2 separate regions of the Rattus norvegicus genome follow, and region 1 is linked to region 2. Evidence: chromatin contacts called from public Hi-C data. All regions are on one chromosome and are shown on one strand. The core of a region is the stretch at or near the end of the contact, and the rest is flanking DNA. Distances in the headings are between cores, read along the strand shown.

The links. Hi-C and Micro-C count contacts between places; a contact is called where the count stands out from the background.
Region 1: a contact with region 2 is called in a Hi-C map of the A7r5 cell line, with 4 times the contacts expected there. The contact joins the promoter of LOC120101524 here to the promoter of Golga2 in region 2. A contact is called at or near these places in 2 of 12 Hi-C or Micro-C datasets (the A7r5 cell line and mammary epithelial cells).

Annotation. Positions count from the first base shown.
Region 1 is chr3:36,170,043-36,176,008 of GRCr8, forward strand. It overlaps LOC120101524 (mitochondrial import inner membrane translocase subunit Tim17-B-like), which reads left to right and starts at 3,431. Exons shown (of 1, transcript XM_063285241.1): 1 at 3,431-4,962. The coding sequence starts at 4,418. The coding sequence ends at 4,864.
Region 2 is chr3:35,980,430-35,986,006 of GRCr8, forward strand. It overlaps Golga2 (golgin A2), which reads left to right and starts at 1,354. Exons shown (of 26, transcript NM_022596.2): 1 at 1,354-1,485; 2 at 5,180-5,302. The coding sequence starts at 1,402. Swi5 (SWI5 homologous recombination repair protein) reads right to left here and starts at 1,075. Exons shown (of 5, transcript NM_001246661.1): 1 at 973-1,075; 2 at 653-701.

The DNA of each region.
Region 1 (5,966 bases), core at 2,181-4,680, 190 kb after region 2:
AGCAAGAAGACCCTCCCATGTGCTGTCGCTCTGGGCTTCTTTCTTATCCTGCAGAAACATGAGCCCCATAAACCTTTAGTCAGTTATAGAAGCATCTTCAGAGAGTGACCCTCAGTGACCCCAGACCCTAACTTCACTCCTCTCATCCTGAAGCCAGTGTGTGAGCCAGGTGGCTCCCAGCAACTCTAGATTTTCAGGGTTGTGTCTCTCATGCTAATTAACCTCTAGACTGCTGGATAAGAAAAGAATCAGAGGGGGGTTGGGGATTTAGCTCAGTGGTAGAGCACTTGCCTAGGAAGCGCAAGGCCCTGGGTTCAGTCCCCAGCTCCGGGAAAAAAAAAAAAAAAAAAAGAAAGAAAAGAATCAGAGAACACCACCGGGCACAGACCTCCTGCTTGGTAGTCTTTATTTAGTTCCTCTTTTTAAAAAAAAAAGGGGGGGGGGACAAACAAACAAACAAAACCATCCCAGCCTTATGTAGCCTAGGCTGGCCTTGAGCTCACTACGTAGCTGAGGATGGGCTCGCTATGACCTTTCAACCTCCACCTCCCAAGCGCTGGTACTGCAGCCTTGCATCGTTGCACGGGGCTTTTTTTTTCTGGAGCTGAGGACCGAACCCAGGGCCTTGCGCTTGCTAGGCAAGCGCTCTACCACTGAGCTAAATCCCTAACCCCACACGGGGGCTTTCTTAGGCTTACAGAAACGGGGAACTCCTGGAACCTTGGGACCCTGAATGCAGCATTAAACCACCAGAGGGGAGTTGATGCTGGCCAAAGTCGGCTGCTCCATTCAGGGCACGTAGGCTTTGAACCTTCGATCTCTGAGTGAGGGCTGTCTGCTCCAAAGAAAAGCTGCGCCATCTACACTCAGCTTGGCATGGAGGTCAGGATCTGGGAGCGCAGCTCAGTGGTGGTACTAACAGCACGCTTGAAGACCCAATGCTCCTCCCCAAAGTCATCTCAGGGAGTCCGACTCTGCACATACCGATTACTTAATAGGAATACATAGTCATTTTTACCGTAATTTTCTGTTTTAATGTATGCATAATCATGATCCCAGCACTCACATGGCAGCTAAAGATTGTTGGCGACTCCGCTTCCAAAAGCATCTGGAGCCCTCTTCTGGCCTTCTTAAGTACTGCATGAACTTTGGGTATTTGCACACAAAATACCAAAACACACAAAATGAAAGTAAACAATGCTGGGAATAGTGGCACAAGCCTTTAATCCTTATTCTTGGGGAGTAGAAGCAGGCAGATCTCAGATCTCTGTGAGTTCGAACCCAGTCTGGTCGACATAGTGAGTTCCAGGACAGCTAGGGCTACATAGTAAGACCCAGCCTCATAAGCAAAAAACAACAAAAATGGGGTTGGGGATTTAGCTCAGTGGTAGAGCACTTGCCTAGCAAGCGCAAGGCCCTGGGTTCGGTCCCCAGCTCCGAAAAAAAGAAAAAAGAGAAAAAAAAACAACAAAAATAAGCAAAAGTCTTTGAAATTAAAAAAATAATAATAATAAGGGTTGGAGAGATGGCTCAGCGTTTAAGAGTACTGACTGCTCTGAGGTCCTGAGTTCAATTCCCAGCAACCACATGGTGGCTCACAACCATCTGTAATGGGATCTGATGCCCTCTTCTGGTGTGTCTGAAGACAGCTACAGTGTACTCACATACATAAAATAAAATCTTTAAAAAAACATAAAAGTCTTTTAGGTGTACTATAACTGTGTATGTGTGCGTGATGGCACAGAGCATGTGCCACTGCACGTGTGTCACGCGGCATGTGTGTAGAAGTCACAGGACAACTTTGTGCACCACCCTCCTTGTACCAGTAACTTCCTGGGATCAAATTCAGTTTTCCAGGTTTGAATGGTAGTGCCCCCACCCCTGAGCAGTCTGGGAAGTGAACCCAGATCCTCAGCAAGAGTAGCAAGTGCCATCCCCCAGGCCCCACACTACACAGTGTTTCTTGTAACCCAGCCTGGCATCAAAGTTGCTACATATGGGAACCTGCCCTTGAACTCCTGATCATTCTGCCTATGTCTCTCAAGTGCTGGGTTACAGGTGTGTACCCACCATGCCTAGCTCAAAATAGAATGTCCAACTAATAAGGAAAGGTACTGAGATACGTGTGTGTGTATCATATTATATGTATATGCATAGTATATGTATATATTTGGTGGTGGTGGTGGTGGTTGGTTGGTTTAGATTTTTAGAGACAGAGTTTTTCTGTGGCCTGGCTGTCCTGAAACTCACTCTGTAGACCAGGCTGGCCTCCAACTCACAGAGATCCGACTGCCTCTACCTCCTGAGTGCTGAGATTAAAGGAGTGTTCCACCATGCCTGACAACAGTGCTGTTACATTTTAAAGGGCAGCATTTCTCTTTTTTAGGCAGTGAAATGAATGATGCATTTTTTCAGGTGACCTATATAAAGCACAGGTACTAGCCTGGGGCCTACAGGAAGCATTGTAATTAATTTGCCAGAAGCTGGCAGAAGCTGCTGGACGTGAACTTCTCTGTCCTGTAGGTGGCGGTAGTTAACAATACCAAGCCTCCAGCTCAGCTCCAGCAGGAAGGGGCGCTCTAGAGGGGTGGAGGGAGGTCCAGAGTGTCCAGCTCTGGCCAGGAGCCCTCTTCGCCTACCTCAGAGACAGGACCTGCTGGTTCCACCAGTCCTTCTAGCTCAGGGGCTGTCCTAGGTGCAGAGAGCTCAGGAAAAGAAGTCAGGGTTCCCACCCATTCTGAACCAGATTCTGGGCCTCAGTTTCCCCTGTGGTGCTCAGAGTGCTTGGGAACTCCAAAGACCCTAGGCCTGCTCAGCCCAAGAAGGATCAGAGCCCCACGACAGCCATGTTCCTGTCCGACCTTGCCAGTCACCCTTTGGGTGGTAATGTTCTCCTTATCCCCTCAATGGGGAAACTGAGGCCCCAAGAGATTAAATGACCTTCCAAAGTGAAGCAGCAGAACACACATACACACACACACACTCACTCTCTTTCTCATACACACACTCACACACATTCTCACACACACACTCTCTCAAACACACACATTCTCTCACACACACTCACACACACATATACACATGCATACACACACTCACTCTCTCACACACACACTCATACACACACATACACACAGTAACATACACACACACACTCACTCTCTTTCTCATACACACACTCACACACATTCTCACACACACAATCTCTCAAACACACATTCACTCACACACACACACATATACACACAGTAACATACACACACACACACTCACTCCCTTTCTCATACACACACACACACACATATACACATGCATACACACACTCACTCTCTCACACACACACTCATACACACATACACACAGTAACATACACACACACACACTCACTCTCTTTCTCATACACACACTCACACACATTCTCACACACACACTCTCTCAAACACACACATTCACTCACACACACTCACACACTCACACACTCACACACTCACACACACTCATTCACACACACATAAATAAATAAGCATAAAAAATTAAAGCCATTGGTTTATTAGAGAAGAAACAGAAAAACAAACCAATAAGATTGGGCGGGGGGATAAAAGCCATTGTTAAGGAGCAGAGTAGATAATCGCACACCAGCAGGAAAATGCACTCATACTAAATCTACCTCTGACAAAAGCTTCAGAGACTGAAGATGCCCTGATCGCTATGGCTCAGCAGAACAGCTTAGTTTACAAATTGCAAAATGGGTCTTGAGAGGGGCTCAGCAGTTAAGAGCTCTTGCTCCTCTCAGAGAGGGCCAGGTTTGATTCCCAGCACCCACTTGGAAGCTCACGAGCGTCTGTAGATGATTCAATTCCAGGGAATCTGAGGACCCGTTTTGACCTCTTTGGCCATCTGGCACACATGTGGTATACAGAATTGTGCAGGCATAACACCCATGCACATAAAATAATCTGAAGCCAAAAACTGTTCTTCAAGGGCCAGTCAGGCTCCTGCCTGCTGAAGAGCAGCCAGTGCTTTTAGCCACTGAGTCATCTCTGAAACAGGATCTCATTCAGTAACCAAGCTGGCCTTGAACCCATGACTGTCCTCCTTCCTAGTCTCATACATGCCTTACAGAGCAGGGTACCCTGCCCAGCTAGTCTGTTCTTCTTTATTACTGAATAGTGTACACCCTGTGGTATGAACATCAGCCAGGGCACTTAGGAGATGGAGACAAGAGAATTACAATTTGAGTTTAAGATCTACACAGCCCTTCTAAGCCAGCCAGAACTACAAACCCTTATCTAATATAAATATATAAGGGTTCACCCACGCGACTGACTGCTCCAGGCCGGACGCTGGTGTCACGGAGGAGGACACTCGCGAACCTTGCCCACGGCGTATTGTGGATGATTGCAGCCGAGCCTTCACCATGGGTGTCCTTGGTGGTGGAGTCTTCCAGGCTGTCAAGAGCTTCCGCAATGCCCCTGTTGGAATTCGACACTGGTTCAGAGGTAGTACCAGTGCTGTGAGGATCCGAGCACTCCAGATCGGAGGTAGCTTTGCAGTATGGGGAGGCCTGTTTCCCACCATCGACTGTAGCCTGGTCCAGCTGCGGGGCGAAGAAGACCCCCGGAATTCCATCGCTAGTGGAGCATTGACTGGAGCCGTGCTGGCTGCCCGCAGTGGCATGGTGGGCTCTGCAATGATGGGGGGTAGCATCCTGTTGGCCCTCGTTGAGGATGTTGACATACTTCTCACCCACTATGCTGCCCAGCAGTCCCGCAGTGCACACCCATTCTTGGAGGACCCCAGCCAGCTAACCCCTAAAGAGGGAGCTCTGGCCCCAGGTTATCCCAACTACCAGCAGTACCACTGAGGAAGCCGCTGTCTGCTCCTGCCACCGAGGGAGCTGCTCCTCAGGTCCCTCCTGGATGATCTACCTCCAAGGAAGGTCTGGCTCCTACATAGCCCTGAGACCTTCACCGAGGGTCTCTATTCTACTCTCTTGTTTTGTGGTAGGGGTGGAGGCACCCCAGCAGCCTTGTTACATAGGTTCCCTTTTTGTGTCTCAGGGCTTCACAGCTCCACACATGTAACAATGTAACAATTCTCTCACCCTGGATCCCTCTCCTCCTGTGGCACTCTGGTGAATGTTTAAGGCCTGCAAAAATTTTTTTTAAAAATTATATATATATATATAATTGTGGTGGTTTGAATATGCTTGGCCCATGGCAAGTGGCAGTAGTGGCACTATTAGGGGGTGTGGCCTTATTGAAGGAATTCATTCTTGTGGAGGTGGGTTGTCCTAGGCTCAAGCTCCACCCAGTATGGAAGAGAGTCTCCTTCTGCTGCCTTCTGATCAAGATGTAGAATTCTTGGTTCCATGCCTGCCTGGGTGCTGCCGTGCTCCCACCTTGATGATAATGGACTGAACCTCTGAACTGTAAGCCAGCCCCAATTAAATGCTGTCCTTATAAGAGTTGCCTTGGTCATGGTGCCTGTTCACAGCAGTAAAACCCTAGGACAATAATATATATTATTATATATTATTAATGTATATTATATAACACACGCATATTCCTAGCACCTAAATGGCAGTTGAGCAACTGTCTATAAAACCAGTTCCAGGGGATCTGACACCCTCTTCCAGCATCTGTAGGCCCCAGGCACTCATGTGGTGAACAGATACACATGTAGACAAAACCCATTGAACAAATAACTAAATAAAACCAAGATGGAGGCAAGTGGATCTCTGTGAGTTCAAAGCCAGCTTGGTCAACATAGGGAGTTCCAGGACAGCCAGAGCTACACAGTGATGTGTGTGTGTGTGTGTGTGTGTGTGTGTGTGTGTGTGTGTGTGTGATTATAATATTAATATATTAATATATACACAAATAATTTATCAATGTATATATTATATACAGGTGTATGGTATGTAGTATTAATATAATATATATATTATACATGTGTACAACATA
Region 2 (5,577 bases), core at 104-2,603:
TAGCTTGCTTTAATCAATTGTTTGCTCTAATTGACTTCAATTAAAGATTCAATGAAGATTTGGGTTGGTGGTCTTTCTCCTCCCATCTTTGGTTTTAACAACTGTCTCAAAGGGGATAGGGTTATAAAGAACAAAAGGAGTTACTAAAAAGGAGTGAATCATGATTTCATCAAAAAGAGTACTTTAAAAATCCATCTTTGAGGGATGAGAAATGAACTGAGTTTTGGGGGTGCCCCCCCAAAAAAAGAGTAGCTTAGGGAGTGGACAGCCTAAAGGCAGATCCCTTTACTGAGAAGCCATGCAGGTCTGGTGGCAGGCTGGGTCAGGGGACAAAACTGCGGGCAGGAGCGGTCGGAGAAGCGTAGGCATCGGGCAGCTAGGAATGGGAGGGTAGGACCTCACATCTGAGAGAGGAAAAGGAGTGGAATTAGGAAAGAACTAGGCTTGGCGGCGGAAGGCTCAGGAAGAGGGAGGCAGGAGCGGTCGGAGAAGCGTAGGCATCGGGCAGCTAGGAATGGGAGGGTAGGACCTCACATCTGAGAGAGGAAAAGGAGTGGAATTAGGAAAGAAGTAGGCTTGGCAGCGGAAGGCTCAGGAAGAGGGAGGCGATGGGTGGGGATGCAGAGGGAGGGGGTGGGGCTGATATACTCACCGGCGATCGGTAGCCCCCATGGTAAATTCGGCTGAATTCTGACTCACCCCTGGGGAGGAACCCGAGGAAAGGGCTGATGAGAATGGGGTTACCAAAGGGGTGCGGGAGCCGCAGCGGGAAAGGGTTGGGCCCGGACCCAGACTCCGGGGCATTACCCGAGATATCGGGATGGGGGATGGGGCTTTGAGGTCAGGGTGCGCAAGGTAGGGAGGAGAATGTGTGGAGAACTGGTTATGGAGAGGCCTGGTGAGGAGTCTGGGGGAAGGAGTGAAGAGTAGGGAAAGGGCTGTGAAATGAAGCGCGGCGCGCTCGTCACCCACCTCCTGAACCCTAAGGTCCGGGGCACCCGGAGCGGGGTGGGCTTAAACTCTGAAGGGTCCAGGATTGGGGTTAAACGGCTGCTTTTCAGGTAACCAGAAATCGACGATGGAGACCACCAACTGCCTCACGTCCGGCTGCGCACGCACCAAGCTAAAGCTGTCCCGCCCCTCCCTCCGATAGGTGGCTGTGAGGGGTCATGGCTGCGCGCGCAGCTTTCGTCGTTAACTCCACCCGTCGCTCCCGCCTCGCGACAGCGTGACCACGCCTCCCTGTCAGTCATCATTCTCATCAACCAATGGGCTTGGAGAAGGTAGGTCACGCCGGGTTTCCGAGCGTCCTAGTGAAGCTCTGCACCCGCCTTCTCTGGCTCTTGTTGAGGAGTCGTAGCTGCCGGAAGCAGTTTCGCGGTGGCTGCCGGGATCGTGGTGATGTGGCCCCCCCGCTTCCCCCCTCCCCGCCCCGGGATGTCGGAAGAAACCAGGCAGAGCAAATTGGCTGCGGCCAAGAAAAAGGTAAAGCGCTCCGGGTCGCGGCCCCTTGACCCCACCCGAGCTCCTCCAACAGCAGGACTATGAATAGAGTCCGAGCCTTTCCCGAGACACACAGGTAGAGAACCCTTCAGCTCCCTGGGTTCCCCCCAGCGAAGTCTTCTCAGCCAGCCCCGCCCCCTCAGCAACCCAGCCCCCGCCCTCTCAGTCGCCCCTAGGTGACTTTGGTCAGTGACACAGGGTCTCAGCCCTTGACTCGGGACGCTCCAGTCCAGACCTCTCTGGGCACCTGCCTCCAAGGACCTGGGTCCTGGCCCTGTAGGCGACTCGGGCGTTGGTAGTATGGAGTGGAATGTAGTTACGTCACAGTCCCCCCCCCCCGAAACTGTCATTACTACTCCGAGTCGGATTTGGATTGCCCCACCTGCTCACCTGATGTTGATGCCCCCTTTCCTGTTTCTCTGGTGGAGAACTTAGTTCCACCTGGAAGGGAGCCCGAGTTTGGAATCTAGTGCGGAGGCGCTTTAGGTACCCACAGTCCCTTAACTTAGCATTAATGTGAGCACACAACACAGTTCAGTGTTCCTTGCTGACATGGAAGAATGGGTTTGGTTTGCATTTAGGTTATTTTTCAGTTTTCTGCTCTCTAGAGAGACTGTAATCTCTCTGGAGCAAAATGCATGTATAGTGTTGATCAGTTTCTTGGGGAACTGAACTTAACAGCTTGAAATTCAGCCAAATTGTCATTTCAAAACTGATGAGAGCCACAGGATGCGTGTGAGGCATCTCATGGGAAGCATCACTTTCCCATGTTTCTTCTGAGAGAAAAAACTGTAAAGGTTGGGCATGGCATTTTCTTAGATTTGTAAAGACTTCTCTCTGAGATGACGCTTAGGCCCTTTCTGGTCCCATGTTCACTAAAGCTTTGCCTTCGTGGCTTCTGCCCTTCTGTCACATTGTAAAGTTTAGGAAGTAAACTTTAGGAAGCACGTTTAGGAAGTACTGCTGTGTGTCTTTAATATGTGTTGATAAAACGGCCCCAGTGGGGTTAGGAGTGCACTAAGTTGTTAGGTGTTTATCAGGACTCAGCTCAGTTGGCAAGAGTGCTTGCCTACCATGTATGAGGCTCTGGCTTGGATCCTGGCATGGCATTAACTGGGCAGAGCAATACATGCCTATATTTCCCTGACTCTGGAAGTAGAGGCAGAAGGATCAGGACTTCAAGGTTATTTTTTACTATATGTGGAATTTGATACCAGCTTGGTGTATGTAATATTTAATACTGGGTCTGGAGAGAAGGTTCAGCAGGTAAAAGCACTTGTTGCTCTTGCAGAGGACCTGGGCATAGCTCCCTTCACCTAGTATTGCTAACAACTGTCTCTAACTCCAGTTCTAGAGGTTGCATATTATGCCCTCTTCTGGCCAATTAGGTTACTGCATATGTACATGATGTACAGCCATATATGTAGGCAAAACAAACAACTACCCTCATACACATACAGTCTTTTTAAAATTAAACTTAATTTTGTGTTTGTTTTTGAGACAAGGTCTATGTATTCCTGGCTGGCCCTGAACTCAGATCTGCCTGCCTCTGCCTGCCTAGTACTGGGTAAAAGGTATAGGCCACTATGCCCAGCAATCCTGTTTTGTTTCGTTTTGTTTTGAAGGGAAGCTGTGTATATATGGCTTAGTAGTAGAATTCTGGCCTCTCATACATAAAACTCCAGGTTCAATCCCCAGCACAACAACAACAACAGCAACAACAACAACAACAACAGCAACAACAAAACAACAAAAACCATTAACATGAGGTTTTATTGACAGTACTTTGGCTTTTGACAGGGAGATGGCTCATTGGGTAAAGAAGTTCAACACAAGCAGGAGGACCTGAATTTCTAGATTCCATATAAAACCAGACATGGCAGCATGAATCTGTAAGCTCAGATGTTCTCTAGCTAACTATATGGTGAAGACAGAATTATAGAAACTGAGAGGCCATCTTGCCTGGTGTGTGTGCTAACGAGAGAGTTCTCTGAGAGTGGGAAAGAGGAAGCAACACTGAGGCTGTCCTCTGACATTGTTGTATGTACCATGACATGCCTATGTACTCTCTCTCACAGCATATACACATACATGTGTCCTCTGACATTCTTGTGTACACCATAACATACCCATGCACCCTGTCTCCTAGTATACGAACATCCATGTGCACGCACACACACACACACACACACACACACACACACACACACACGTATATGTTTTAAAGACAGGGTATTTGAGTATTATTTTCAGCACCCACATGATAGTTTACAATCTTATGTGATTCCAGTTCCAAGGGTTCTGACATCCTCTTCTGACCTCTCTGTGCACCAGGTATACATGAAGTGCACATAAGTGAATATGGGCAAACTCTTGTGCACATAAAACATACTCAAAAGTAAGTAAGAATAAAGACAGGGTCTTCCTTTATCCTGGGTTAACCTGGAACTTGCTGTGTAGACTGGGCTATCCTTATCTTATCACAGAGGTCCACCTGCCTCTGCTTTGAGGACTGAGACTAAAGGTGTGTGCCACCATGCCAGCAAGAGAAAATGTTCTGAAAAGAGGAGTGGGATTTAAGAACCAGGTTATAAGGGTTGGGGATTTAGCTCAGTGGTAGAGCGCTTGCCTAGCAAGCGCAAGGCCCTGGGTTCGGTCCCCAGCTCCGAAAAAAAAAGGAAAAAAAAAAAAAAGAACCAGGTTATAGTTATTGTCTACTGGTTCTTGCATTTGCTTGTTGTCTCTGGGGATCACTGTGGAGCCCTGGCTGCTGTGGAGCCCAGGCTGGCTTCCCTCTCATGCCTCTTGCCTCTCCCAGAAGTTGGGATTATAGATAAGTGACTGTACACCCAGCTAGTTCCTGCCTACTCAGTGTTTACTCTCTGATCTCTACCCTTGGGAGCTGTAAACCCCAGAGCAGGTTATCAGAAGACTGGGTTTGGATTCTGTGTTTGCCTCTGTGTGTATGTGTGTATGGGCATGGGTATATGTTGCTGGATGGAACTTAGGGCCTTTTGAATGCTAGGCAAGGATTCCACTGAGCTACATTCCCAACCCAATTAATGCCATTGCCTCTGCCATTAAGAGGTCATTACAATAGCTTGTAGAATCTTGGTACCATTCCATGACATGAGACTTACGTATGTAAGAGTATTTTTATAAGGGACTGGAGAGATGGCTCATCAAGTAAGAGCACTGAGTGTTCTTCCAGAGGACCCGGGTACAATTCCCAGCACCTACATGGCAGATCACAACTGCCTGTAACTCCCAAGATCTAACTAACACCCTCACACAGACATACATGCAGGCAAAACACCAGTGTACATTAAAAAAAAAGTCTTTTATAAAAATAGCATCGGAAGGAACCAGGCATAAACTGTTACACTGTGTAGAATACTTGCCTAACTTGCACAGGGCCCTAGGCCTGGTCTCCAGGACTGTATAAACCAGGTATGGTGGCATACACTTGAAATCCTGGTGCTTTTAGAGGTTCAGACAGCAAGATCAGATGTTCAAAGTCATCCTCATTCACAGAATGTGTTAGCACCCAGCCGGGGCTACTTGAGACTCTGCATACAAAACACCAAGCCAAAAACTCACTAAACTGGAGAGCTGGAGTAGAGGCTGTGAGTGTGGGGCAAACGGCTTTGATTTCTTTCTGTTCTCTTTTCCACAGCTGAGAGAGTATCAGCAGAAGAACAGCCCGGGTGTCCCTGCAGGAGCAAAGAAGAAGAAAAAGATTAAAAATGGCCATAGTCCAGAGAGAACCTCTGCCAGTGATTGTCAGTCAGCAGAGAATGTGAGTCTTGGCCAGCAGATTCCTGAGGAATGGGGTGGGGGGAGAAGGGAGAAGGCTGTGGTTCAGGTAATGTCAGGTGCTGCTAAAATTTCTGGTTTGAGGGCTGGAGCCTAGTTCAGTGGTGATGGACTAGGGCTCGCTTGCCTTGCAAGGGACCCTGGATTTTATCTCAGCACAGAAAAATAAAATCTGAGTGTGGATTCTGTCTCTCCATTGTACGATAAGTCTTAGGGCAAGTGGTTTAAAGTCTTCAGACGTCTTTTTACATATCTGTA